Regions from separate parts of the Mus musculus genome. Here all the other regions are linked to region 5. Evidence: chromatin contacts called from public promoter capture Hi-C data. All regions are on one chromosome and are shown on one strand. Each heading gives the region's core, a stretch centred on a gene start, on an enhancer-like site or on the middle of the called end of the contact. The rest is flanking DNA. Distances are from core to core; before and after follow the strand shown.

What was found. Promoter capture Hi-C pulls out the DNA fragments that hold promoters and counts their contacts.
Region 1: a promoter capture Hi-C map of stem cell-derived epiblast-like cells shows a contact between it and region 5, with 4 times the contacts expected there. The contact joins the enhancer-like site here to the promoter of Spdl1 in region 5. A contact is called at or near these places in 7 of 39 promoter capture datasets (the HPC-7 cell line, embryonic stem cells, epiblast stem cells and 4 more) and 1 of 115 datasets of contacts at active chromatin or transcription factors (embryonic stem cells).
Region 2: a promoter capture Hi-C map of liver shows a contact between it and region 5, with 4 times the contacts expected there. The contact joins the enhancer-like site here to the promoter of Spdl1 in region 5. A contact is called at or near these places in 11 of 39 promoter capture datasets (the 3T3-L1 cell line, 3T3-L1-derived adipocytes, the C10 cell line and 4 more), 2 of 115 datasets of contacts at active chromatin or transcription factors (both in embryonic stem cells) and 1 of 9 other capture datasets (adipose tissue).
Region 3: a contact with region 5 is called in a promoter capture Hi-C map of epiblast stem cells, with 3 times the contacts expected there. The contact joins the enhancer-like site here to the promoter of Spdl1 in region 5. A contact is called at or near these places in 6 of 39 promoter capture datasets (the 3T3-L1 cell line, cranial neural crest, embryonic stem cells and 2 more), 2 of 484 Hi-C or Micro-C datasets (adipose-derived mesenchymal stem cells and ganglionic eminence) and 7 of 115 datasets of contacts at active chromatin or transcription factors (embryonic hindbrain, embryonic stem cells, epiblast stem cells and 1 more).
Region 4: a contact with region 5 is called in a promoter capture Hi-C map of embryonic stem cells, with 2.9 times the contacts expected there. The contact joins the promoter of 4930469K13Rik here to the promoter of Spdl1 in region 5. A contact is called at or near these places in 12 of 39 promoter capture datasets (the C10 cell line, the HPC-7 cell line, cranial neural crest and 8 more).
Region 6: a contact with region 5 is called in a promoter capture Hi-C map of hippocampal neurons, with 9 times the contacts expected there. The contact joins the enhancer-like site here to the promoter of Spdl1 in region 5. A contact is called at or near these places in 15 of 39 promoter capture datasets (3T3-L1-derived adipocytes, the C10 cell line, the HPC-7 cell line and 10 more), 1 of 484 Hi-C or Micro-C datasets (female germline stem cells), 1 of 115 datasets of contacts at active chromatin or transcription factors (embryonic stem cells) and 1 of 9 other capture datasets (embryonic stem cells).
Region 7: a promoter capture Hi-C map of pre-B cells shows a contact between it and region 5. The contact joins the promoter of Foxi1 here to the promoter of Spdl1 in region 5. A contact is called at or near these places in 10 of 39 promoter capture datasets (the C10 cell line, HPC-7-derived erythroid cells, cranial neural crest and 4 more) and 1 of 9 other capture datasets (liver).

What each region holds. Positions count from the first base shown.
Region 1 is chr11:34,168,202-34,171,453 of GRCm38.p6, forward strand. No RefSeq gene overlaps it. Among named protein-coding and RNA genes, the nearest start is that of Gm12121, 33 kb to the left of the region's middle. Within about 2 kb of position 1,485, at least 35 of the 459 cell types and tissues checked have an H3K27ac peak or open chromatin away from gene starts, as enhancers often do.
Region 2 is chr11:35,512,185-35,514,960 of GRCm38.p6, forward strand. All of the region lies in intron 5 of Slit3 (slit guidance ligand 3), which reads left to right. Among named protein-coding and RNA genes, the nearest start is that of Gm39705, 31 kb to the right of the region's middle. Within about 2 kb of position 1,332, at least 29 of the 459 cell types and tissues checked have an H3K27ac peak or open chromatin away from gene starts, as enhancers often do.
Region 3 is chr11:35,382,757-35,385,555 of GRCm38.p6, forward strand. The region is part of intron 4 of Slit3 (slit guidance ligand 3); the gene reads left to right. Among named protein-coding and RNA genes, the nearest start is that of Gm46277, 96 kb to the left of the region's middle. Within about 2 kb of position 1,520, at least 26 of the 459 cell types and tissues checked have an H3K27ac peak or open chromatin away from gene starts, as enhancers often do. A contact at or near this core is called in epiblast stem cells, where this site is marked.
Region 4 is chr11:34,097,205-34,100,230 of GRCm38.p6, forward strand. 4930469K13Rik (RIKEN cDNA 4930469K13 gene) reads right to left here and starts at 1,350. Exons shown (of 5, transcript NR_155520.1): 1 at 1,312-1,350.
Region 5 is chr11:34,832,162-34,835,284 of GRCm38.p6, forward strand. Spdl1 (spindle apparatus coiled-coil protein 1) reads right to left here and starts at 1,480. Exons shown (of 12, transcript NM_027411.2): 1 at 1,327-1,480.
Region 6 is chr11:35,638,318-35,641,403 of GRCm38.p6, forward strand. All of the region lies in intron 20 of Slit3 (slit guidance ligand 3), which reads left to right. Among named protein-coding and RNA genes, the nearest start is that of Mir218-2, 23 kb to the left of the region's middle. Within about 2 kb of position 1,349, at least 21 of the 459 cell types and tissues checked have an H3K27ac peak or open chromatin away from gene starts, as enhancers often do. A contact at or near this core is called in hippocampal neurons, where this site is marked.
Region 7 is chr11:34,206,466-34,209,360 of GRCm38.p6, forward strand. Foxi1 (forkhead box I1) reads right to left here and starts at 1,624. Exons shown (of 2, transcript NM_023907.4): 1 at 1,003-1,624. The coding sequence starts at 1,558.

The sequences.
Region 1 (3,252 bases), core at 235-2,734, 660 kb before region 5:
TGTCAGTAATTTGGAGCTCTTTCTTTTGTACGGATTACTTCACACAAAATGCTTGCCCAAGGACTGGTCTTGAAAAATTCACTAAAGAAACACATTATTGAAATCATTACAAAATGTCAGAGTCAGGGGAGCCTCTGATTGCAAGAACTGAATGTTCAACAGTCAGTCCAAGGGGTAAGAGTGAAGTGGTTAAGAGATGGATGCTACTGCGTACCCAAAGGATAGGTGCACTTCTGAGAAATCCCAAGGAACGTAAACATGGTGGCCAAGGGAAGCAAGGGGCTCAGGGTCCAGATGTAGAATCCCCTGGGCCTGAGCAGAAAGGTGAGCATGGAGGATGGTGGGAAGTTAACTGTGGTAATCCTTTGAGCAGTAGAGTCGTGGGGGACATGCTCTCGGAATCTTTTTCCTTTCGTGTATTTGCATGGTGATTGTTTTCCCTGGAAAGAGCTTACATAACATTTATGATGCGATAAACAAACATGTTTGAGAACATGTAAAAAAAAAAGTCCATATGTAGAATTTCTCTCATGACAGATATTATTTGTAAGCACAGCTGAAGGAGCCCAATCCTGAGGGAAGAAGAGGCAGCTTATTAATGGCTCCGATGTGCCCATCACGACTAGTGGCTACTTGATCAGCCTCTGGTAGAGGGAGGGGCACCCTCACCCTATTCCTTACAGGTGACCTCAACCAGACCAGAGGGACATAAAGGCTCCTTTATCTTTCTCCAGGTCCCATGGAGTTTGCCGCAGGTGGTTTTTTTTTTTTTTTTTTTTTTGAGTAGCTGAGGCTGTTGAAATTGAGAAGGCCTTTTATCAGGCCTGGCTGATGCAGTGGCTATCCTGGGAGCCCAGACCCACCTGAGAGCCTCAGGCCTTACCTGTTCCTATCTGGTCCTCTCCAAGATTCCCCACAGCCATCTGATAAGATGCATTTAGCTGTCTAGTTTGCATGTTCCTGACAATTTTCATTCAAAACATATGCAAATACTGAGGGCAGGCTGCTGGGGACAGAGGTTGTGGTGAAATGCTTCTAAACTTTTAACCAAATCACTCTATTAACCCAGGAAGAGGCCTTTTGATTTAGGCTTCTATTTGCATCAAAAGCACTGTTAGGCCCCTGCTCATCTGTACTCCCAGATGGCGGCTTATCTCACCTCTAGTAAAGGTGGAACCAAGCAATGTGACTGGGGACAGCAGTGATGCCTTGGCTTTATGCCAACAGGTCACTGAAGCCCCTCTCAAAGTACCAGTTGGATATGGGGGAGAGGGTAGGGTTGGGGACCAGAGACTTGGACAGCCCCCAGCAAGTTCCTAAGCCACAGGACAGAAGTCAGGGCCAGGGCTTACCAGACGAAGGGTTCTGGGTCCTCTGGGGCACCTGCCTGGGGTGTTTATACAGTGGCCAGGTCAGCAGGTTGAGGCTTTAGTGCACAAAGAGAAAAGCTCTGCATAAGCCTGCTGGTGAATGAAGTTCTGAAAGAAGTGGTAATTGGATATCTTCCCGAGGCAAGGGACAAATCTGGGTCAGGGAGGGGCGAAGCACGGTGGGGGCTGGAGCGGAGGCAGGAATTTTACAGAAGTATTTCCTGTTTCTTGCTCCTCATTGCCCAGACTATCAACTCAAAAATTCCAAAGAGAACATTTATGTGTTCAGAGCAGTTAGCCCTGGACAGTGCCTGTGTCAAACTGTCTGTCTTAGGCCTAGCGAGACCCACCCTCTATTTCTTGCTTTGTTGTGACTGCTGTGAACATTTTCAGAATTTTAGACTATATAGGACACAGTTTGCATTTGTACCGGGCCAGCCTGTTCTGGGTAACAGCAGGGCTAACGGGAACAAAGACAAGTTCAGGCTACATGCATGCCATGAGACACACAGGCAAGCATGCCCAGGACTCACTTAAACCTATGCATACATGCCTTAGAAAACATACCACAGCCCTATACACATTGTAATATCCTCAGATGCCCTGCAGCCAGGAACCACCATACAAGCCAGAGCGCATGACCCAGGTTGGCATCTCTGATGGCTTAGGACAGTGGTTGGAAGCTGGGACAGAAGTCCAGGGCTTAGGAGGCAGAGGAGGAGGCTCGGTGTATAGAGACGAGCATAGTTAAATAAGGTTAGCAAGGCCCTGCCTACCTGCCGGAGGGCCAGCATCAGGTTAGGGGAAATAAGGGTGCTGAGGGGAGCTTGTGAGGTGGGACCTGAGCACAGCCATCCACAGGCTAGGCTTCACTACCACTTCTCAGATGTGGACATTTCTAGCCATCATACCTACACCATCGAGTAGGCAGGATTCTTACTTAAAGAATCAGACTCAAGACTAATGAAGTAACTTGCCCAGAGCCCCACAGCCAAAAAACTGGAATGCATGTGTAGATAGCATCTTTTGGATTCCTACGCCTGTGCTGTTTCCATGCGACACTTGTCAAGGAAGGTGGGGGGAAGATGACCCATATCCCCCCACCTCATAACCTGCATCCCTCATTATTACCCTTCTTCTTTTCTTAAAGGACACACGTCTGGGTGATTGCCTGCCTCTGATCACCCCCATCTCTACAGCTAGAAGAGGCAACCACAGCAGGGTGTGCGATGGGCCAGAACTGGCTTCTCGCCCTTGCTATGGTAGACTTGACACTTGAGGCAGACGGTTCTTTATCATGAGGGCTGGAAGCCTGGAAGCAACCCATCCACAGACTGATACCTCCTCACTGGATCCTTCACAAGGTGGAGAGGAAAAGCCTTCTGTGGCCCCTTTTATATGAACACCGACCCCCTTTCTGACCCCCAAAGGTCCTACTTCCCAATACTAGCACATTGGGGACCAGGATTTCAACCTGTGAAAGTGGGGAAAGCAAGTGTTCCATGTCAGGGAAGGCAAGTGCTTTCAGTTCCCAGTGTGCCAAGCACAAATATCTCCAGATATTACTAAATGTCCTTGGTAACATCACCCAAGAGCTTCCAGATAGCTGGGCAGATAGCTGGGACAGTCTGAAGGAGACAACAAGCCTTTGGCTCTGCTGACAGTTTTTAGTGCTTGGGACAGACCTCTCCTTTTGGCCTAGGTGCTGACCAGCTGCAGCAGATGGACAAATGGCCTTCAGAAGCTTTCTGGGAAGCCATCTAGGTCTTGCAGGCACTGGCCCCACCCTCCCCCATGGGCCACTGAGCTGCCATAGAGACACTTTGTCCAATAGACCCCTTCTATTGTGCAAATTCAAGGACCAATTATGAAAATGAAAAAT
Region 2 (2,776 bases), core at 82-2,581, 680 kb after region 5:
TACTTTTTGGAAATGAAGGTTTCAGAAGACCCATTGAAGAAGCTCTCCTGCTAGAACTCCATCACCCACGTGGAGCCATGTTTCAGAGTCACTGAGGAACAAACCCCAGACCATTTCCACCACACTATGTGGCTTAGAAATACACTGCTGTTGATCTAACCTTGTGTAAAATATGACCCAAAGATGAGCTATTGGGATGCAGTATAAGCTTCAAACCAAACGGTGCGTGAGATGCCAGTGGGTTGGACCTGTCCACAGTGCTCTATGCTGCATTAGGAAGAGAAAAAGCAAAGGCTGGCTGGGATGTTTGAATGGAAGCTCTGTAACGTTAGAATGAATTCTCTTCACTTACCCTGCTGTACTTTTCAAAAAGGAAAAAAAAAAAAAAAACCTTGCGATCCTCCCATTTTCCAGATGACAAAATGAACTTCCCATCAGTGTGTGTGATTGAGTAGCAGTTGGCAGACAAAATTAGAGTAAGACTTTCCATCCAGACCACAGTTAGTATTCTGGCTAGCTATCCTTGAATTCTAGACAGATAAGTAGTTCTCTTCTTCCCCTGCAGCCATCCCAGAAACAGGAAGAATACAGAGTAAACAAATACCCTACTCCAGAGTGCCCCTCCACCCCCACAAGAAGGAAACCACGTGACCTTCATCAGTTCCAAAACAAAGGCAGCAGTGTCTGAAGACCACCGAACTAGGGAGGCTCTGGCATGCCACTCTCTCTCTGAGGGACTTGGTCCTGTGCCCCTCCCCAGGCAGCCGAGGGAAGCCCCTAATTACTTCCTGGTTTCTAGGGAAGACAGTCATTAGTTGGGGACTCCATTCCAAGCAGCTACAGCAAGCTGAACGCAGAGAATGAGTCCCACTCTCTGCAACCTGTCTGGAAGGAACAAGGTGCTAAGTCGAAAAGAAACCAGACAATTGCTCAAACAAACTGATCTGGAGGAAAGCCCACGGAGAAGCGCACCTGTGTGCAGTCATTCATTGGGCCAGTATTAAGTGCCTGCTGTCTGTAGGTACTGTGCTAGGTACTTAAATAAAGGTGCAGCAAGAAAGCAAGAGAACTTGGAAAGAAGCAGAGCTAAGGTTAAGAGGAAAGAAGCAGAGCTAGAGAAAACAAGCCACTATCCAGTAGTAGATGAGAAGATCCAACCCCACCCCACCCCAGCACAAATTGTTTTAAAAAGAAATGTCCCCTGGCCCTGTCTTTCTCAGCAGTCATGTTTTCCTCTGTTTTTCAGTTTCTATTTGCGAGGACTCTGTAGGACACGCATTCCAGAAGGGAAAATCAATAGCCGCTGTCTCTGCCAGCTAGCAGAATTTGGAATTGACGGTTTGAAAACAAAGCCTGCCAGGCAGTCTTTGTGTTCTCTAGTTAGGCGGTGCGGTAGCACTGCCTCCACCAGAGATTAATGAGAGCTGTCTCCAACCCATGAGAGGGTGAGGGAGGAGCAGGGAGGGACACTACCCCCAATTCTTTGGTGCCATCTGTGTTGGCAGATCATTCTGTCACCCTACCTGGATTGGCAGCTGGACTCCTGGTCACCCCCAAATCAAGGCTCTGTGTGACCCGTGTCCCTCAGCTCAGCTCACACATATGTGTGTGTGCGCGTGCATGTACACACACATACACACACACACACACACACACACATGCACGCACATGTGCACACACATGGTCCATTGTCATCCTGTGGGCACCACAAGCCCTTCTTGTCTCAGGACCTTTGCTCTTGACTGCTCCAATTGCACAGGACGCAGTGCTCTGGGACTGTTATACTTCCACTCCTGATCCTTCAGGCTCAGCTCAGAGCTGCCTTCCCAGATCTGCCTAAGGCAGCCCCCCTCTGCCCTCCACATTTACCCCATTGTCCAGTTATGTTTCTTCAGAGCACTTCTCAGCCCCTGAAATGATGCGGCTCGTTTGTCAACCCGTTCCTGCGTGACTTACAGAAATAACTTGCATATGTATTCACTTTCTGCCATGTCCATCACCAAGAGGTTCACAGTGCTCAGGTGGTTCATGGCAGAAAGACACAGATACATCCTTATACTTATACTGATGGTGGATATTACCTACCAGAGTACATGCACAAGTGTTCCAATGTTTCATACAAAAATAGTGTTACAAACAACCTTCCTTATACTTAAACAACCATCCTTATACTTAAAGGGTTCACAGTTCAACAGGAGGATGGACTGATGCGCTAGCATGTGTAGGACATAGGTCAAGGGCTCTGTCAAAATTAGCTCCAGTTGTCAACTTGACACATCTGTGAAAAGGGAGACCTCACGTGAAGAATTGCCTCCCTTGGATTGGCCTATAGGTGCATCTGTGGAGCATTCTCTTGTATAGGAGGGCCTGGCCCACTATGGGCGGTGTTATCCCTAGGCAAGTGAACCTCAGCTATATAAAAGATGGCTGAATGTTAGCCTGGAAACATGGCAGGAAGCAGCTTCCCTCCAAGGCTCCTGCCTCTGTTCATTCCTTAGTTCTTGCCTTGGTTTCCTTCAAAGACATATTCTGTAAGCCAAATAAACCTTCTCCTCCTCAAGGTAGTTTTGGTCAAATTCTTTATCACAGCAACACAAAGAAAACTATGACAGGTTTCGTTGGGCAGAAGGGCAAGAATGTGGAGAGACTTGGGAAATCAGAGTGATTCTGTCTTCACTGAGGAAGTGGCCTATGTTAGGTTTTGAAGGGTGAGTAGGAGTTCACTCAAGACAAGAATATTCCCAACAATGTGTGAAAGATCTCCAAGAAGACAACA
Region 3 (2,799 bases), core at 270-2,769, 550 kb after region 5:
CTATCCATAACTCAAGTTCTGTGGGCATAAGTAACCTTATGTGGAGGACAAGTGATACAACAAGAAATATTTGTATAATATATACTATATTGTTACTATAGTAAATGCTTTATGTAAATTTTTGATGGAAAAAATCATAGTAATCCCATGTTAGCTAAAGCACAATCTCTTTCATTTCTCAAATGACTAGGGTGCAGAGAAATCAGGTCCTGTGGCTGAGAACCTACTAAATACTGTGCATCAGTCCCTGCTTTATGGCAGATTAGGGGACAGATTTATATAGGAGTTTGGCATTGCAGCCAGTGTTCAATAGATGATCATTACGCTTATCATATGTGTTTAATGGACAGATCTGTCACAAATGGTGTGATTTCTCAACTTATACGAATAGAGAGAGCTAATGAAAAAATACGGTTTTAATTAGCAGTTTTTGCTAAGCTTGCAGACAAAATGCCCCTCTCCTAACAAGGCTTTCTGGATCTATAAAATCCACTCCAGCATAATCAGCGTGATCGCTTGGTTGCCAGCCATTCCACCCGTTAGCCTTGCTTTCATTGCTGTGGCAGAGATGTTACATTCCTGCACGTATCTGGGCTTCTGGATCAGCCCGTGCTCCTAGGTGCAGAGCTGTGTTACCTTGGACCCCCTGGACCTTGTTAGACCACTTTCGCCTGCTGAATGCCCAGTCCTCTTACTGGTCATCCAGCCAGAGACTTGAAGATTTTGTCCTAGCATTTCAGAACTGGATAGTCAAGTTAGCATTGGCTCCTAAGTGGATGCGTCTACCCAGAGCAGGGCTCCTTCTCCTCGTTCAGGTCTCTATTCCAATAGTCTCTCTTTAGGAAGACCTTGGATCCCCAGATGCGCCAGATGTGGGGGTATAGTTCCTGACTTCTAGCTTCCATGGTATGCTGTTGGGACTGCCTTCCCCTTGTGAGGTAGAAGGAGTGTTGACAAAGAGAAGGGTCAAAAGAACGGCAGAAGAAAAAGAAAAACTAAAAAGAAAAAAGATAATTTAGAGGGAAATAACTTTCATATATAGAAACCATTTTGAACTGGGAGATTCTTTGGGGACATATATTGCAATTTCTTTAAAAAAAAAAAAAAAAAAAAAAAAAGGTTGGCAGGTTCCTAAGGTGAATTCCTCAAAGTTACCCGGCTGTGCATTTTATGTGACTTCTGGATGAGGACATCAGAAACTTCTTCAGCCTGACCCTACTTACTTAGAACCTGTGCATGCTGAGATACTGTTTGGGGGAGCTCAATTATTGGCTGAGTCTGGGGGAGCTCAGAACCCAGCGCCTCTGGGCAGGAACACACAGCCATCAACACCCAACTGCACACCTGCTGGATGCAGGGTCACCAGAGAACATGCCCGAAACCTGCCTTTGCAGGAGTATTTTATGTCCTGACCATGAGAGCAGCCACCCAGGGGACAGCAGGATTATCACAAGGGGACAGACCAGATGTGCTCTTGTTTTGTTACTCTAATACACAGAAAGGCCACAGGCGGCCCAGGACATCAGCTTGTAGAAGCTGCCTGCTCTAATACACAGAAAGGCCATCAGCTTGTAGAAGCTGCCTGCTCTTTTACTCAGCAGTTCCTTTTGCTTTTGCTTTGTTTTTGTAGGGATGGGGAGCCCTCATCCTCAGCCAGGTTTTGCCTTTTGCCAGCAAAGGCGCCTGGCTGAGGTTATCTCTCAAGCTCCTGCAAAAGACAGCCACCTACCTTCTCCTTGCTTCCCTTCCCTACCTGAGGCCCTTTGAACAGTTTTCACAAGCAGGGGAGCCCTTGGAAGCAAGCTTGCCTAGCTGCCTTCAAATGCATGTGCCTGCCGAGCCAAGGTTGAAACTCTGTTGCAGATTCAGTCAAATGAAACCCAGCTGCTACTATCTGTAGTTACGGTTGTTGTTTGTTTACTTTCTCTTGGTTTATTTTTTCCTTTGTTAATCACACCATTTACACCCCACCAATACTTCATTGGTTTCTTGACTCATCAAATTTATAGTAAATCTCTACTCCAGGTCCCTAGATCCAGACTCTGGTCAGTTTGGGCTCAGAAACTTTGCTAAGTCAAGGGAGAGAAGTATCAGGAGGAGAGAGAGGGGACTGGCAGGCAGAAGGGAGAGAGGGAATTTACAAAATATAACATGAGCCATACTACCAGAAGTGTTACCTTCCTGAGTCCTTTAGTGTTTGAGTATCGTGTTCGAAGGATCCCTGCCAGTCTATGAATGTGTCATAAAGTTTGATTATCAAGATTAAAAGCATAACTGAGTCTCCTTCCTTCCCTCTTTCTCCTACCCTCCCTCTCCTTCCCTCCCTTCCTTCCTTTCTTTCTTCCTTCAACAAAACAGTCTCTGTAATCCAGACCCCACTGGCAGGCAGGCGTCTTAGATTTCCTCTCGTGTTTTGAGTTTTTCTCCCCGCCCCCCCCCCCCCCCCCCATGCAAGGACTATGATGTTTGTGGAGAGCTGGGCTGCCTTGTGAGCTCCACAGGCTTCGTTCCTCTCCTGGAGCCCATCGCCTAGGAAGCATCAATCAAGGAAGCTACTAGGTTCATGAGACACAGGGGTGAGTGCCACAAGAAAATAGGAAAAGGGAAATGTGTCAAAGAACTGAATTTGGGATCCAAGAAGGTCTTCCTCTCGAGAGAATATTTGAACAGAGACTTGAACAGATAGACTCATCTTTTCAGGGTATACTTAGGATCTGCCCTAGGCTCCCACTGCTCCAGCGTCCTGTTCAGCCAGAGTTGAATTCCACCTTACATCTTTACATCCAAAATGCTGTGAGG
Region 4 (3,026 bases), core at 100-2,599, 740 kb before region 5:
AGAACCATTGCAAGTGGAATTCTTAGGGTGAGGGTTCTTCTCACATCCAAGACACATCCACAAGATGGGGCCCTTACAATAGAAACAAAGTCCCCTTTTCAGAAATCCTCAACATTTACAAACGACCTTACAGTTATCAATTGTGTGGGGGCTTTCCTAATTTTTTGTTGATTCCGTGTCTCTTACTCTTGAATGACAGTAGCCACTTGTAATTTCTTTAAGCACACACTAAAAACTAAAATGTTATGTCGTGTTTATAATTCATTGTCGAGAAAGGATTAAGCAAGCACTGGATTATCTGAAATACACGACGTTGCACAGTAAATATATCTAACCAAGACTGTCTCCAGAGGGATGGCTGACTAGATGTTAACTAGCTTTTTAGTCAAACTCCTCAAAATGACTTGAAAAGTAAACCGAAATTGGCCTAGACTGTTCCTGCCAGGTAAAAGCTGGGTAGTTACAGGTGAGGATTATTTGTGCTGGATAATGAAATCAAGTGAATCACCAAGTTAGCCCGTGTTTTTGTATTTTCCTGAATTTCAGTCATGTATCCTGTTTTCCCTCACTTCCTTCATGGCAGCTGTAAAACTTCTTTTTTTCTCCAGACATTAAGGAGAGAGACACGCTTTGCATAACCTCTAAGATCCTGAATATTAAAACAAGAGCATAAAGAACAATCTCACGTGCACATGCCAAATCCAAGATTTGGATGTTTTTTTTTGGGGGGGGGTAGAAATATAGTTTTAAAGAATAAGTATAAAGCCTAATTATTAATAATAAAACACAGAAACGGAAGTAAATGAATCAGAATGTCCTGAGCTCCACCCAGTGGGTAGGAGAGAGAGCATCAGAAGACTTAGGAGGCTCGAATCCCACAGGGCTGGCCACAGCTCAGCCTTATAGTTATAAAAATGGCTACTAACTGGGCACAGAAGATCCACACCCAGAGGACTAGGCCACGTCAGAAGTCAACATGCTATACAGGGAGGGCATGACACCACTGATGCACGTGCCCACAGAGCCCTGCTAGGGCCCTCAAACCTCAAGCGAGGCTTTCAAGAGCAGATTTTGAGGATCTCTACTCTCCAGGGGTCCCCGAGTTCCCAGTGCACAACACTCGCTCAGCCCCTGAGGCCGGGCCTAAGGCAGCCTGGAAATTCCCACCGCCTGGAAGTTTCTGGAAGTTTACACAGGCCTCGTTCACCTTCTGGGTGCCCCTTCCCCACCCACTCCACAGCCCTGAAGTTAGCTTGGTTACTGAACGGCTTCAAATACGCCTCAACTTTCCAAATGATCACCACAAATCACCTCGTCAACGGATCTGGTGAGGCCGAACCTTCAACAGTCAGTCAAGTCAACATTAGCTGTGGAGAGAGGGCGGGAAATCCAGGCTATGCTTCCTGATTGGCTAGTGTCTCTGTCTACCTGATTGGTCAGCGTCTATGCCCACAGCATTTTGATTGGTTTGGTCCTACACCCGTGGCATTCTGGGAATTGTAGTCTTAAATAAGAAACTCAACGGAAAATTGCGGATTCTAGGCTGCAAGTGACTCCTCTTGAGACTACCAACAAGGCCTTGACAATTTTGCTTCCTAGGTGCCAGCTTTATAACCCTTATGGGTTATTTTCTTTCCACAGTGCAGTGCTGGAGCTAAGGGCAGATTCTAGACTGACTGGTTTGGTTTGAAGCCTACACTAAATAAACTCTTAAGACCAAATTCCCACCCCCATCTTAGGAGCTATAAAAATATCTTGGAATAATATTTTGAGGGCTAAGTAAGATAATTAATCAGAGGGGTTTGGCTGGTAATAACTGTCCTGTAACTGTTTACTGGTATCAGGCTTACAAATTTTTCAGCTGAATAGGATACAGATGAGCCGACGACACAGTGATTTCTTGCCAAGTGAAGAAGCTGGGATTCAAGCCATCTGTGCTTGATTCCAAGAGGAATCCCTGACGCTACACGCTTTGAAACCGCCCCAGGTATTTGACATGGTGCTCTGAGTTATTATCCAAGATGTGCCGAGATCGTAGGTCTCCAGCATCAGGTACAAGGACATTCTGATTTCCCCAGGCCTCTCCTACAGTTCAGTGCCTTATCGAACCAGTTCCTTCCTGGTGGCAACCCACAGCACAGCCTGTTGGTCATTTTACGTTTTGTTTATCTCCAGTTTAACAATGTTGAGTTTGTCTGATGCTGAGTTAAATAGATGAGGAAGCCATAGGAGAACTGAGCATCAGTCCTGATGATAGCTAGCTGTGTGGCTCTACAAGAGTATCTTTTTTTCTTCTGAGCCCTCATTTCCTCATTGGGTTTCCTTGGGAGAGGCAAGGGCTAAGTTTCAGTCATTGCTAACATATAACAGCTTATTGAAGCCTGCATTATTACGGTACCTAGTATGTTAGTATTACTATCACATCTTAGACTCCACTCCTTTTAAATTTACTTTAAAAAAACACACCCCCAGTATAAGTGGAGTAAAATGTGACCAGAAGGTAAACAGGAGGACCCACAGGCAATGAAAACAGGGTGATATTTTATGCTGTGTGAGCTTGCCTCTTGCTTGATGCCGTGTCAGAGCCTGGTCTTTGTTTAAAACGAGTTCTTATTGGTCAGGAAAGTGTCACAGGCCATTTAGAACAAGCTGAGACTTCCATCTGAATAGAGTCAGAAAGATGGAAAGAATTGCAAGAGGTGTAACTCACCACGAGTATATGTGTTTTGATGCCTATGGGCCCCATATAAGCGTCCTTCATATCACTAGTGGGATTTGTCGATCCAGAATTAGACATTCCCTGACATGCCTTCCTTTTCTAAGTGTGATAGTCATACAATTGTCAAATTTCTAGAGACAGTCTTCCAGACTCAGCCCTCCTTGGTGCTGTGGCTTCATAGTTTCCTGCACCCATTTCCCCTTGCTTAATATTTTTAAAGTAAACTCTTGATGTCTTATTTCCTTTAGGTGCCAGGAGTTATGAGAATATAAGTGGGCACTAAACAATGACAAAGGATGTTCTCTGA
Region 5 (3,123 bases), core at 230-2,729:
CAGCCTGGTCTACAAAGTGAGTTCCAGGACAGCCAGGGCTATTCAGAAAAACCTTGTCTCGAAAAACAAACAAAACAAAACAAAAACAAAAACAAAAAGAGTAAAAGGCATCTAACTAGATTAAGAACACATGAATTCTTACTAGGCATCAACAGAAATACCATGCCAGCCAAACGGATTTTAAACTTTTTTTTGGGGGGTGGGGGTAGTTACATTTTCACAAATAAGTACAAGTGAAAACATTTAACCCAAACATCCAAAATGTTACCACTGCAATCTGTAATCATTGAATAGATAAATAAACAAACCCAAGCAAAACTTTCAAGCCCAAAGTTCTCCTGCCTATAGGAGGCTCAGGGATAAAGATGGAGCAGAACCACTGAATGGCACAACTTGAAACCCATCCCATGAGAGAGAGCCAACCCCTGACACTATTAACGACCCCGTGCTATGTTTGCAGCCCTAACATAACTGTGTCTTGAGAGGCTTAACCCAGCAGCAGATGGAAGCAGAAGCAAAGGCCCATCAGGCATCAGGCAGGGCTCTGGGAGTCTCGTGAGGAAGAGTAGGGGATAGAATTGAGCAAGCTGAAGGGGTCAAGGCCACCACAGGAAGACATGCAAGTCAATCAACCTGGACCCATGGGGGCTCACTGAGGCTGAACCACCAACTAAGGAGGATGCAGGGGCTGGACCTAGGCCCCCTACGTATGTGTAGCAGATATGCAGCTTGGTCTTCCTGCAGGTCCCCTAACAATTGAAGCAGGGCTGTCTCTGACTCTGCTGCCTGCCATTGTACCCCTTACCCTACCTGGACCGCCTGGTTGGAACATGCTTATTTAACTCCGCTGGGATTTGATGTCCCAGGATGAGGTGGTACTGGGGGGGGGGGGGGACACGACTCCCCTTCTCTGAGAAAAGAGGGAGGGGTAGTAGTGGGGATAGGGATTGGGGGGCGGGACTGGGAGGAAAGTGGGGAGGGGGCTGCGATTGGGATATAATGTGAATAAAAGAAAAACAACAAAAAAAGTAAATAAGTAAAACATAAGCGAATGAGATGTTACAATGAGACTCCGTCCTGTGTGTCTGCTACATAATTGTAAGTTAATTCAGACTGCACCACTGGCTAAGGGTACTGGAGAATTCAAGACTCGGAGGTCCCAGACCACCCAGCACCGTATTTATCCTTCTGCAGTCAAACCCGCAGCGAAGCGGTCCGACCGAAGACTACACCGACCCGGAAGGCGGCTCCAGAGAACTCAGGTTCCTGAGAACAGGCGTTCCTCCCACCTCCTCCCGGTTCACCCTTCCCGACGCTCGCCCTTACCTCTCTCCTCACGCTTCCTGGCTGCTGCAACCGGAGGCCTGTCCGGAGAGCACTGGACTCCCAGATTCGTGACACTAACTCCACCTCAGCACAGAAATAACTCCCTCTTCACTCGGCAGCAGCACTGCTAAGTAAGCGCCGGGGATTTTTGAATACGGTTCCCGCGAGAACTCACGTTTCTCACGAGATGTCTTGTCCAATCCGCGCCTCCGGGGCAAACGAGTGGGGCGCCTTGCAGAGACTGCGCATGTGCATGCTCCGCGACTTGGGCTTTTGGGCGTTCCTGCTGCTTCGTTTTCTTAGAAGTGTCTGCTTTTAGTGAAGTGTGTTTCTCTGGTTTATTTATTTGTTGTCGTCTTTACCAACGCCAGTGTCGCCGGGTCGGAAGGTATTGTCAGCCCCTCGCTGGCCCGCCTGCAGTCGCCTTTAGGAGCTAAGGCGTTGAGTCTCACCAGGGCCAGCACAGTGCCACCTTCCACTGGGCTCGCCCCAGTTAGGACTGCGAACCACCCTGCCAGCCCTTGCACTTTGCGCAGAGGAAATTAAAGTCTCCTCCAAAGAAAACCTAAGTAATTCAAAATCACCGCAATAGGACTGCTATTGAGACGAACCCAGCTGGTTTTGCAGTACAGCTCGAGGGCATGCGTGTCTAAATAGAAATTCCTTGTAAACTTGCTTATTCTTTACACTTTTAAGCAATGGGAAATCTGGAGAGCTCTAGTAACTGGCACCTGGCATCATATCTTTTTTATCTATGGGCTTGGCTCTATGTCTTTTATCGTGGTTTACTGTGTTGAATCTTTGCCCTCTGTAGATGAAGGTGCCGAAGTGACACATTCCAAAAGTGAATCGGAAACTCCAGTCAGTAACATTCCCGTTTTGTTTTTCTTTATATAACAAAACGTCTGAGAAGGTTTTCACTATTCAGTTTCATCATCATCGTTATTATTTAGCTTTTTGAGACAGGGTCTCTATGTAGCCCTGACTGTCTTGGAACTCTCCCTGCAGACCGGACAAGCGATGAACTCACAGAGATCCTCCAGCCTCTGCCTCGGGAGTGCTGGGATTAGTTTGTTATATTGTACAGTAAATTGTCTCTTGACAAGATCACCAGCGTTTCTTTTTGTTTTTGTTTGTTTTATCATGAGGCCAATCCTGCACTGTACCCCAGTGATTTTTTACCTTCAGTGTCCAGTAGTCAGTGTTTATTTTTCCCCTTTCCTGCATTGCCTCCATTGAGTTTTAATATCTTGATGCTCCACACCCTTTGACTTTCTCACTTCATTTTCATTTGTAGACCGTTATTTCTGATGGAGCTAGACCAGACTTTAAAGGACTGAACTGTTTTAAGATAAACAACAATGATCCATCAAGCAGATATAATCACCACTGAGTTCTTCATTAAATGAAGCAAATTCCATTTCTTCTATCATTCTCAGATTCTTCAACTCAGGAGTCAGGAAGATAACCTCTATCGTTGGCCAGTCATGACTAGTTAATACCTGTAACTAAAATCTTTATGAATTCCTTGTTTTGTTCTTTGATTCAGAGAGAACATATTAAATCACATACTATCTCTCAGGTGCAGTGACATAGACCTTGGAAGGATGTGTGATTAAACGTACTATCAGGGAGTTGCTCACAACACAGTATATTATTTACATATATTTAATATTCTTGAGGCCTGTGCCCCCCAACATAGCTGTAGCCATTTTGTTCCATGCCTGCCAGCTCTTTCATACTGTTGCTGTGATATGCCTGCCACTCATTGGCACAGAAAAATAACTTGACTCAGAG
Region 6 (3,086 bases), core at 99-2,598, 810 kb after region 5:
GCTGGGGAAGCATGCCTAGCAAGAGATGAGAACTGAGACCCAGAGTGCTTGTTCACACACTCAGGAGATGCTGCCATCAGTCTTGGAGTAGAACAGTCAGGGTCACACTCTTATTCCTGATTCCTGCCCTTGGAGACTTAGAACAGAGAGAACTCAAAGTGGAAACCAACCAGTGGTCAAGTCACATTTCCCAGGAGCTTTGGGGACGAAAGCCCATGCCCGGAGAAGTCCATACGCAGAGAAGCCCCTCCTGGTAGAAATGTCTTCTATTCAGCACCTGGGTCCTGGGGAGCAGGTAGTCTGAGAGAGGAGATGCATGCTCTGGAAGCTTGAGAGGGTCATGTGCAGGCTGAGGCTAGAGAAAGGTGGACTCTCCGTGTGTGTGTGTGTGTGTGTGTGTGTGTGTGTGTGTGTGTACACATATATACTTAGATATACACACATATATATGCATACATATATATAAATCTTTCCATGTGGGTATAATATACACATATACATGAATATATACGTATTTGAATATATTTTCAAATATCATTCAACACTAGTGTACTGGGGCACTATTCTAAAATCTATCCATAGGGCCCCTCATAATTCTTCATGGTAATAATTATCATAAGCTCCATTTTACAGCTATGTAAATACAAGCTCAGAGAGTTGAAGTGTCTTGCCTTGAGGTTACACAGCTATTAGATAGCCAGAATGACAGCCGAGCTGCCCCCACTTCACCCAGGCCTCTGGTGGAAATCCTGGCCTGGAGTAGGGTCTCCTGGAAGGTGGCTGTCCTCTCCATCCTCCATTCAGCAGGTCCTGGAATTCTTTGTGAGAACCGGTCTGCTCTGCCAAGCTTGAAATGGGAGCAGAAAGCAGGGAGTGCTCTGTGCAGAGATCTGTGTGGATTGTCATGCAAGGCAGGTGAGTTCTCCGGAGTGAGGGCTGAGAGAGAGCATTTAAATTCAGGTCAAGGAAAAGGTTGACCTGCTGGAAAAGCTGCAGCAGGTTCTGAGGCTGGGGGCAGAGGGCAGGTTTCTGAATGGTCCCTGTGGACCCCACTGCAGCTCTAGGCAATGTTGGAGCTGAGAGCGCTCATCAAGGGCTCCCCACAAAGAGCATCCCTTGCCGCTGCATCTGCATTTCTGAAGTGGAGCTTTTTGATTCTGTGTCTCCCAAGTCATGATGCCAGGGCACGGGGACACCCTGTACCGAAAGCAGCTCCCGCTCACTCTGTTGTGCTAGATGCAGCTCCCTTGGGGAGTTCCAGGATTTTTATTGCCCGGGTGATCTTTCCTGAGTCTAGCTGTTGCCAGGCAGTGTGTGGGAAAGCCGCAGCGAGTGTGTGAACATGACTCTACGAAGAGACTCACGGTGAAGAAGCTACCGGGGGACTGAAACATGATATGATGCACAGAGTCTTAGATGTCATGTGATGTCACTGGGGGAGGGGGGAGCTGAATTGTGAGAGGCAGACTTGAGGACTGAGGTCACGGGAGGAAACTAGACAAGGAGGCAAAGGCAGGACCAGTGCAGGCAAAGACCTGGCCACCCTCTCTTTGGTCATTCAGGGAAGGACAAGGCCAGTGCAGTTGCAACTTGGTCAGATATGAGATCCACAGAGGGATGTAAGCCCCTTGTAGTTTCCTGTCTGGACTTGGCTAGGTTTCAGTACCAATTATCATGGTGAAATACTTGGTCTAGATGTTTCTGTGAATGTATTTTATAGGTACTCTTAGCACCTGCAATAGATAGACATTGCAAGCAGTGAAGATTATGGCAGCAGAGAGGGGACAAAAAGCAGGTGGTTGGTTCACTTTGCAAAGTGAGACAGGAAGACTTACAGATGAGCAAGCACTGGGACACTCGGTTTCTCCCCACCCCCACCCCCACTAAATACAAAGATTGAAGCCAAGGCAACATCCTGAGCCCATCGTGGAAACTCAGGGGTCCCTCTCCTTTCCTTGGGTTAAACAGCTCAGTTTACCCTTGGTTACCATAGTCAGCATGGGTGACTCCAGCTTGTGTGAAATGGGGCAGAGCCCTCTGTGGTTTGGCCTGTGTTACGGAGAGTTTTACAGACTCACCTGTGTACACAGAGGTGAATAGATAGTAATCAATCGGGAGGCTCCAGTGTGAGGTGAGGCACTTGGCTCAAGACAGCAGACTGAACATGAAGCAGAGTCCTCCAGCCTCTCTGCATTATCCACCACAGTCCTTGCACCTTTCCTGCAAGCCCCAGCTTTGATCTCCTCACAAGCACGCCCCTTCTTTCCTGGCTACCTCATTCATCAGCATAGACAGTGCCTAGCACACAGCAGCTGCTAAATAAATACATATGCATACATGAATGAATGAATGAACGAATGCCCAACTCCTTGGCCTGAGGCCATAACCTAAATGTGTGCACAGCTGAACTTTAGCCCTTGAATAAAGCTTCCTGAAGGCAGAACTGGAATTTGGTCCACCTATATATCCCCAACACCTAGTACAGCATAGCACTTAACAGACTCACGAGAGAGGACCACATGATGATACTAACCCATACACCATGGCAGCTTGAGGCTTCCTGAGTCCTGCCCAGAGTTCTGTGCTGTGTGGCTCTCCTGGGGCTGGCCACAGGAAGAGAATTGCTGCTAGGTCTCAAGTGAAGACATTCCAACTTGTCTGCCATTGCCAGGGTTGCCCATGCCCTGCCTTAACCCGTTTCTGCCTAATTTGGTCACTTTGTGGTAGATCTTGGATACCCCAGCCATGTGTTTGCAAACTCATGGCCCAAATTAGGTCTTGGCATATTAGAAATGTAGATTTTTCTAGTCCTACCCCAGACCTTCCGGATCAGAACTAGCTTCAAGCGACCCCAGGCCATTTGCACATCTGTTAAAGCTTGAGAAGTGCTGAGATAGCAGAACAGAGACCTCGTGGAACTAAGGGCTGGCTGGCACTAGGCAGACAATTGCTAATGACAGCCAGTAGTAAATGCTGTGCTGAGGAAAACTCACCCCAAGAGCTGACCTTGAAAGTTACCGTAACAAATCTTCACTTGTGTCCTGAGCAACAGGAAGCCTAGGGGGATGGGCTTGTTGGGGACTTGT
Region 7 (2,895 bases), core at 374-2,873, 630 kb before region 5:
AGGACTTTGGCTAAATCTCAGTTTCCTGGAAACTATCCTTACTTCCCCGGGCTCACTGAGGAAATGTAGGGCAGACACGGTAAGTGTCCAAGAGCCGTACAACTGAGGTGCCACCAGAATGGAAGCCCCAGCTCTTCCCCGCTACTCTGAGCTGGAAAGTGGTTGAAGATTTGCACAAGGCAGTCTCCTTTCTGAGGGACAAACAGATCTGACCAGAGCTGACTTCAGAGTGGGCAGTGGAAAAGTTCCAACCCTGGCTTCCCATGTGAGAACAACACTAGTGTTTGGGCCTGGAAACTGGATGTCGGAATGCTTCACACTCCTCTCGGCAATGTCTCCTGCTCACCTTTTAGAAGGGATGCTCCAGTCTTAGTGTAGGAGCTGCATTTAAGCTGAACATGATCACTGCCATTCTGGTCTACGCCATTTGAGCTGAATACGATCACTGCCATTCCGGTCTATGCCACTTTAGAGAAGCAGCTTTACACACAAATGCTATTTTTCTCATCTGTGCAATGGGTTCACTAAAAGACACCCTATATAGAGAGCTGCCAGCATTAAAAGAGGTTCCAAATGGAGGGAAAGGTCAGAGCTGTGCCATGGGGCCATCAGCGGTGCCCAGCCATGGTCAGGTCCTCTCTACTACAGGTGTGGCTGTGACACACTCTGGCTTGGCTTGGTCTAGTCCTGCCCAGGACTTGTCATGTGCTGGGCACCGAGATACACATGCAGGATTCTGAGTGTTGGCGCACATCAAAGACTGACCAACTCCCCTCCCTGTTATTCTTTCGACGAGGAAACTGAGGCACAGCAGAAGCCTGAATCTGTTCCCAGGGCTCACATTCTCCTCTACTGTGGATTCCCTTCAGCTCTGTCTCCTAGCAGCTCCAGTCAGAACTTTTTAGAACAGAGTTCGGAACAAAAATAAAATGAGCCCTCAGGGATGCCTACAGCCTTTCAAGGGATGGTCTCCTATTCCATATGCACTGCTACTTGTCTTACCTGGGTCGTCCTCATCTCGGGGCACCTTCTTGAAGCAGTCGTTGAGTGACAGGTTGTGGCGGATGGAGTTCTGCCAGCCAGCCTTGCTCTTGTTGTAAAAGGGAAAGTTGTCGGCCACGTACTGGTAGATCTGGCTCAGTGTGAGGCGCTGGTCGGGCGCACCGTGGATTGCCATGGCAATGAGGGCTGAATAGGAATATGGTGGGCGTACCAGCTTCATGAGCTCTTCCTGAGAGGGGATGGGCAGCCAGCCCAGGTCGCTGGGCAGTAGCTGCCTCTGCATGCCATAGGCCTGGGGTAGAAAGGGGCTGGCGTTAGTGCCAGGCAGGTAGGGTGGTGGGGTCATGGCCGGCCCATTGAGCCAGAGGTAGGGGTTGGGAGTGGTCCCGTATTCGCCACCACCTTCGAAGGAGGTTGGGCGCTGAGGACTGGGCATGCCCTGAGGGTGGAAGAAATTCTCATAGTAAAGATTCATCTCCGGGGGCTCCTGGCCGATGCTGGGGAACTGGGGACTGCACCGAGGTGGTGAAGGCGCTGGGAGGTCGAAGGAGCTCATGCTGGAGCTGGCTTCGGGTAGCCACCGGCCGCACCTGTGTTCTCTGGAGCTGCCCCTGACAGGTGCTCAGCAGGTCCTGGCCTCCTGTGACTTATACCCCCAGGGCTTGGCTGGGTGGCCCCACCCAGGGGCGGCCACCTGCCAGCAGCTCCCGACCAGGGCCCGCCTCCCTCTTGCCTTAGCTGCCTGTGGCCTTAGTTCCCACTAATGACATGCTAAAGGAGACTTATTGGAACCAGTACCCCAAGTGACAAGAGCTCCCTTCCATCCTCCCCCTGTTTTCTTTCCCATCGTTCCAGAGTACCTTTCTCTTTCCCTTGCATTTTCCCTCCCTCCTCACGTTCCCTGCCTTTCTCCCTCCTTCCCATCTTCTCCACAGGCTATTCTGTGTTGCTTTCTTTGTTTCTCACACTTTCTTTCCCTTCTCTTTGCCTGCTTCATTCTGTCTCTCACTCTTGTTTCTTGCTCTTGAGCCCTTGTTTTCCCTTCCACTCCTGCCCCTCATTCTCTGATGAACCCCCACCTACCCCACCCCACCCACCTCACCCACCCCACCCCTATATATCAGCAGCTCATGCTTTGGTCTTTGGAAGGCTAGATGCATTTTCTAGAGTTGCCAGGACACTCTACAGCTCCTGTAGAGTCAGAGAGCAGTTTGGCCTCTGGAGAGGACACATGTGGCTCCCTTCTGCTCCTAACTCTCTCTCTCTCTCTCTCTCCCACTCCTCCCTCTCTCTCTCTCTCCTCTCTTGCCCTCCCCATTCCTCCCTCTCTCTCTATCTCCCCCTCCCCCTTCTCATTCTTCTCTCTCTCTCTCTCTCTCTCTTTCTCTCTCATACACCACATACACACACACTCTTACATATACCACACACACATATACCATACACATATGCACATGCACACACACACACTCTTACATATACCACATACAGAGACACACACACATATCACACAGAGACTTACACACACACACACACACACACACTGTAGGCCGAAAGAAGACAATGTGAAGGCTGCTGTGGACATGGCCTGGAAACCCCCCAAGATGAGCAGCAGGGCTCTTAAAAAGAACATCAAAAGATAGAGGATGGGAACTGGATTTTAGGTAGAAATGAGAAAGAACACCCACGATTCAAGTTTCTTTCTAGCTTTAAGGCACAGCAGTCTCCCCTGATCCTCAGTTGATCCAACATCTGTGGAAGTTGTTGTGCAGAGACCCCTGGCACTGAGGGAGCTAGGCAATGCGGAGCTAGGCAATGCAAGCACACACACACACACACACACACACACACACACACCGGCTGCTCTCGTCCTTCTCCTGTCTTTTAGTCTCA